Linked DNA regions of Sus scrofa: region 2 is linked to region 1. Evidence: chromatin contacts called from public HiChIP or PLAC-seq data. All regions are on one chromosome and are shown on one strand. Each heading gives the region's core, a stretch centred on a gene start, on an enhancer-like site or on the middle of the called end of the contact. The rest is flanking DNA. Distances are from core to core; before and after follow the strand shown.

Evidence for each region. HiChIP or PLAC-seq counts read pairs in DNA pulled down with a chosen protein or histone mark.
Region 2: a contact with region 1 is called in an H3K27ac HiChIP or PLAC-seq map of alveolar macrophages. The contact joins two enhancer-like sites. A contact is called at or near these places in 1 of 47 Hi-C or Micro-C datasets (embryonic fibroblasts) and 1 of 2 datasets of contacts at active chromatin or transcription factors (alveolar macrophages).

The regions. Positions count from the first base shown.
Region 1 is chr4:94,020,115-94,023,182 of Sscrofa11.1, forward strand. SSR2 (translocon-associated protein subunit beta) reads left to right here. Exons shown (of 6, transcript XM_001928470.5): 6 at 1,262-1,850. The coding sequence ends at 1,372. All of the region lies in intron 3 of LOC106510133 (a long non-coding RNA gene), which reads right to left. Among named protein-coding and RNA genes, the nearest start is that of SSR2, 11 kb to the left of the region's middle. Within about 2 kb of position 1,662, at least 3 of the 83 cell types and tissues checked have an H3K27ac peak or open chromatin away from gene starts, as enhancers often do. A contact at or near this core is called in alveolar macrophages, where this site is marked.
Region 2 is chr4:94,233,958-94,237,025 of Sscrofa11.1, forward strand. It overlaps GON4L (GON-4-like protein), which reads left to right. Exons shown (of 34, transcript XM_021089699.1): 23 at 1-230; 24 at 1,474-1,729; 25 at 2,330-2,514. Among named protein-coding and RNA genes, the nearest start is that of MSTO1, 17 kb to the right of the region's middle. Within about 2 kb of position 1,509, at least 3 of the 83 cell types and tissues checked have an H3K27ac peak or open chromatin away from gene starts, as enhancers often do. A contact at or near this core is called in alveolar macrophages, where this site is marked.

The DNA.
Region 1 (3,068 bases), core at 412-2,911:
AGAGATGTGGGGCAAGTCACAATTGCCAGAACCAAAAAAACTGCCCTTTTTTCCTACTTAGCCTTGAGTAGGGCCCCACCTTAGAGTCCTGGGTCTGATTCGAGGATTAAAAGGATATCTGCTTAGATTCAAAGAGTCATAGAGGGAGTTCCCGTGGTGGCGCAGTGGTTAACGAATCCGACTAGGAACCATGAGGTTGCGGGTTCGGTCCCTGCCCTTGCTCAGTGGGTTGACGATCCGGAGCTGTGGTGTAGGTTGCAGACGCGGCTCGGATCCCGCGTTGCTGTGGCTCTGGCGTAGGCCGGTGGCTACAGCTCCGATTCAACCCCTAGCCTGGGAACCTCCATATGCCGCGGGAGCGGCCCAAGAAATAGCAACAACAACAACAACAAAAGACAAAAAGACAAAAAAGACAAAAAAAAAAAAAAAAAAAAAAAAAAAACAAAGAGTCATAGAGCATCGAGAAGGTTAAAATAGGAAGTTTGTTGTAATCTAATCTAGGAGAGAATTTTTTTTGAAGGTTTGCCTAAAGTAATGAATGAGGAGATTCATTTCTTCATTCACTCAGTGAGTAATTACAAGGTTCCTAATTACATGCTCAGTTCTGTGCTTTGCTTTGAAAAAACAGTGGTGAGCAAGACACAGCCCCTTCCATTACAGATCTTATGTATGGGCTTATAGAGGACTCAGCACAAGTCAGTGGGGTGGGCAAAATGCTGGAGGAGCTGCAGCAGGAACATCTAACCTGGTCATTGAGAGTCAGGGAGGATTTTCTGGAGGAGGGAAGTTTAGATAAAGAGGAGGTAAGGAAGGGTAGGCGATCTGGGAAGAGGGAGTATCTCAGAAGAGAGAGTGTGGTGCCATCCAGGAAGGGCAGGTGGTTTAGTGAGGCCAGAGAGCAGAATGTGAGGCAAGAGGGATGGAAGAGGGGCTGGTGGTGTGGGCAGGGTTAGGTCACAGGAGGGTTGACTGTCAGGGCAAGACCTGGGCATCTCCCTCTTCAAAGGTTGTTTGGAAGAGAGAAACTTCTCTTCCAGATTTGTTGGGTCAGGTGAGGCCTTTGGTTTCATAGCTTGGAAGATCTCTTGGTCTTTAGAGAGTTGTTTTTGTGTCTGGACTGGCCAGAGAGGAACCTTCTTGCCAAGGTTCTGGTCAAAATTTGGGCTGGACTGCCCCCTCTCTCACTGGACCCCTTCCGTCCTGGTCCCTTCCTTGTGCCCTAATCCAGACCTCTAAGCAAGGCCTTTGTTGTCTTCCACAGCTGGACTGGGCAGCCTTCGGAGTCATGACCCTCCCTTCCATCGGCATCCCCCTGCTGTTGTGGTACTCCAGCAAGAGGAAATATGACACCCCCAAAACCAAGAAGAACTGAGTGGGGCTTCCGCAGCCCTCCCGTCCCAAGAAATCCAGGTGCTTTCCAGACTCCAAAGGGTATCTCAAATGCAACCTGTTCTCCCTTAGTCCTTGGCCACCTTCTCCTGGATTCTGCCCTGCTCCCAGCCAGAGTGAAGGCCCAGGCCTAGGAGTCTATGAGAGCCTCCTTGGTTCCATCGTGAAGCCCCACAAACAGGAATGCTATCGGCAACAGCCTTGAGCCTAGAGGTCCTGCGGTGCACCACTGACTGAGGTGCTGTGGGGTATGTTGCTGGTGATATGAACTCTCAGAGGTCCAGGAGGGGGCGCTTCTGAGCCTGCCTGACACCACCGCATCCCCCCATCCTCCTCTTTCAGAAAAGAGTGGAAGATCAGATGAAAGCTGTGGGGGCTCTTGGAGGTTACCCAGTGTCTCTGCTGGCTTAGGGAAGCTCTTACCAAACGGGGTTTTCTAATAAAAACAAATGCCACCCTGAGTTGTCCATTTTCCCCTCACCTGAGTGAGCTCCGACTGCTATTGGTACTCAGGCCCTGAGTGCCCAGGCTTCTGGGCAAGAGAGCTGAATTCCTGCCTCCTTGCTCTAGGGATTGTGTGTCCTGTTCCTACAGGGATATCCCTCTGCCCCACTCTGTTTGAACACCTTGGCTTCCGTCAGGTATTTCCCTCTCTGTTCTAACGAGTTACCGCACATTCTCCTGAACCCTTGTTGCCTGTGAGCCCCTCTCCCCAGTAGAGGAGAGAGGCTGGGGAGAGAGAGCCTGTGTTTCTTCTCGTGCCCCAGGAGGCCACGGGGTTGATTTGTACACTCACAGTTCTTTTTTTTTAGGGCTGCACCGGCAGCATACAGAGGTTCCCAGGCTAGGGGTAGAGTCAGAGTTGTAGCTGCCGACCTACACTACGGCCACAGCAGTGGCGGATCATTAACCCACTGAGCGAGGCCAGGGATCGAACCTGCGTCCTCATGGATGCCAGTCGGATTCGTCTCCGCTGAGCCACGACAGGAACTCCACTCACAGTTCTTGAAAAGCTGTCTCTTATGCTTGATTCCAGCTCTTCTATTTAGGAACTAGCTTTTCTTAAGCTTGAATTTATTTTCTTTCTTTTTTTTTTTTTTAAACTAATGCCTTTATTTTTATTTATTTATTTATTTATTTGTCTTTTTGCCATTTCTTGGGCCGTTCCTGCGGCATATGGGATGTTCCCAGGCTAGGGGTCGAATCGGAGCTGTAGCTGCCACCCTACACCAGAGCCACAGCAACGCGGGATCCAAGCCTCATCTGCAACCTACACCACAGCTCACAGCAATGCTGGATCGTTAACCCACTGAGCAAGGGCAGGGATCAAACCCGCAACCTCATGCTTCCTAGTCGGATTCGTTAACCACTGCGCCACGACGGGAACTCCCTTGAATTTATTTTCACTGCCTCCACTTTGCACTCAGGCCGGGCAGAAGTGCCCGATCCCCTGAGTTGTTACCTAAGTATGGCCTATGGAAAGGCAGTGGATTTTGCTGCAGCAGCAGTGGGGAGAAGCCACTCTGAGCTGACTCTGTCCAACCCAGGAATGCCGTGGTCCGAGAACAGCCTCCCAGGCAGGAGAGAAACGCAACAAACACCCGCTTTGTTCCTGCCACCAAGTTTCCCAGCTTAGATTCTGTTGGGGGGTTGGGAGGGGGGGAGTGCTGCCCAACCAG
Region 2 (3,068 bases), core at 259-2,758, 210 kb after region 1:
CCTCCGCCACTGACCCTGAAATGGTGCTTAGCAGTCCCCCCGGGAAGCCTGAAGATTTATCCAGCGCTGATGGTCAGTCAGTGGGCACCCCGGCTGGGCCAGAAACTGGAGGAGAGAAGGATGTTCCAGAGGAAGAGGAAGAAGAGGACTTCGACGACCTTACCCAAGATGAAGAAGACGAGATGTCATCAGCTTCTGAGGAGTCTGTGCTCTCTGTCCCAGAACTCCAGGTGAGAGCTGGGGAATATTATGAAATGTTTGTGGATTCAGTAATAGGTTTAATTTATCAATAGGCCACCTGCTTACTCATTGTGCTATAGATAGTCCTAAAACCTTTTTTTTTTTTTTTTTTTTTTTTTTTTTTTTTGTTCTTTTTCAGGCTGTACCCACGGCATATGGAAATTCCCAGGCTAGGGGTCAAATCAGAGCTGCAGCTGCTGGCCTACACCACAGCCACAGCAACACAGGATCCGAGCCACATCTGTGACCTATACCACTGCTCAGGGCAACACCGGATCCTGACCCATCAAGTGAAGCCAGGGATTGAACCCGCATCCTCATGGATACTATTTGGATCCGTTTCCACTGTGCCATAACGGGAACACCCATCATTTTTATTTTGACTTTTTTTTCCCAGCTTATTAGGGCTGCTCGTGGGGCATATGGAAGTTCCCAGGTTAGGGGTTGAATTGGAGCTGCAGCTGCCGGCGTCCACCACAGCCACAGCAATGTCAGATCCGAGCTGCATCTACAACCTGTGCTGGATCCTTTAATACAGTGAGCGAGGCCGGGGATCCAGCCCACATCCTCATGGATACTGGTTGGGTTCGTGACCCAGTGAGTCACAACAGGAACTTCTTATTTTGACTTTTGAATGTATTATGGACATGGTTTTGGAGTTAAGGTGAGAGGAGAGGGAAAGGGTGAAATTTTCTTTCTATAATTGATTTAAATTTCATTTAAACTTCAAATTGAATCACCTGTGCACAATTTAAATGAAAAAAAAAGTCAAAAGTATGGACCTGGAGTTCCCATTGTGGCGCAGTGGTTAACGAATCTGACTAGGAACCATGAGGTTGCGGGTTCGGTCCCTGCCCTTGCTCAGTGGGTTAATGATCCGGCGTTGCCATGAGCTGTGGTGTAGGCTGCAGACACGGCTCGGATCCAGTGTTGCTGTGGCTCTGGCATAGGCTGGTGGCTGAAGCTCCAACTGGACCCCTAGCTTGGGAACCTCCATATGCTGCGGGAGCGGCCCAAGAAATAGCAAAAAGACAAAAAAAAAAAAAAAAGTATGGACCCTGGCAAAGGAAAGTTATCTTCATGGTTGAGGTAGCCCTTTCAAGACACATCTGCCTCCCACCCCCACCCCACCCCGACTAATTGATTAACCTTAGTTCCTCCCGGAAAACTCTGTGCAGTCAGCACCTGATGAGCCATTATAGCCCTCATGAACACTTTGATGGGGGGTTGCAGGAAACCATGGAGAAACTGACTTGGCTCGCATCTGAAAGACGCATGAGTCAGGAGGGTGAGTCGGAGGAAGAGAACTCCCAGGAAGAGAACTCCGAGCCAGAGGAAGAAGAGGAAGAAGAAGCAGAAGGAATGGAAAGCCTGCAGAAAGAGGATGAAATGACAGACGAAGCCATTGGAGACCCTGCTGAGAAGCCTCCTACTACCTTCGCCTCTCCCAAGACTGCCCCAGAAGTGGAGACCAGCAGGACCCCACCAGGTGAGTTGGGCAAGCCTGAACCGGGGAAGGTCTCAGGTGGCCTCACTGTCTCAGGGACAAGTGCAGAGTAGCCAGCTTGTAAAACAGGTGCCGGTTTCCAGAGGAAATCCTCCGGATACCCCCCTGCCAGTCACCCTTCCCCCAAACAGGTGTTTAATGTGGTGCTGTTGCAGAGGAGAGCTGCTCAGCAATTTTAAATTTGACTCTCATTAGCTGCTTAGATCATGCAAGTTTTCATACTGGTTCTTGACTCATCTATAGCCAAGAGCTATGTTTATTTCAGAAAGTGCTACCTGTTTCTCACCAAGACATCTAGTCCCTTGGGTGCCCAACATCAGACCATACTCACTGTTTAGACTTCCGTTTTCAATATGCAGTAGCTAAATAGCTTGTTATTATCCCAGTTAATGCAGTTCTGTTGCCGACTCTGCAGAGAGCTAACTTGACAGAGTCAGCAGTGCCTCTCATACCATTTTCCCCCAAGTTGCTCCATGACATTGACTGAGATTTGGATTGGGGTGGAGGGTAATCCATGCGGAGGGCTGGGAAGAGTAGAGGTTGCAGGAAGGGAGAAACAGTCGTTTTCACATGTACTCCAAGGAGAGAGCATCAAAGCTGCTGGAAAAGGCCGGAGCAATCATCGAGCTCGCAGCAAGCGGGGCAGTCGGGCCCGGGCCAGCAAGGACACCTCCAAGCTGCTGTTGCTGTATGATGAGGACATCCTCGAGCGGGACCCACTCAGGGAGCAGAAGGATTTGGCCTTTGCTCAGGCGTATCTGACCAGGGTAGGCAAATGCTGCTTCCTCTTCCTGCCCGTCCCTCTGAATGAGACTGCTTCTCCTTCAAGGGAGGGCTCTTTGAAATGAAGTCTGCTTTTCAGGCTGTACAACAGCCTTCTTTGCCCCTGCCTTTGCTTTCCTGGAATTACCGAAAGGACTGTGTGAGAGAAGCACAAGAACACAGAGTTCAGTCATAAGCAGATCTATTATTGCTGCCTTAGCATATCACCCTTCTGTTACCCAGAAATTGGGGAATGATAATTCCTCCATCATCACTGAGAGATTGTGGCTTCACTGGGTTGGCTAAGAAGGACCTTTACTGAGCCCTTGGCTTGAGAAGAAAGGCCTTTGTTTTGGTACACTGGCCAGGGAGTGGACCTCAGTGATCTTCAGAGACAGGAACCACCCTGTTCCTGGTAGTGGTCCCTATCTCATTCTTTTGGTAACCAGCTGATTCCTTTATCCCCCCTGCAGAGCAGAGAGGTAACAGTGATAGGGAGTTCCCATGGTGGCTTCAGCGGTAAAGAACCTGACTAGTATCCATGAGGATGTGGGTTCGA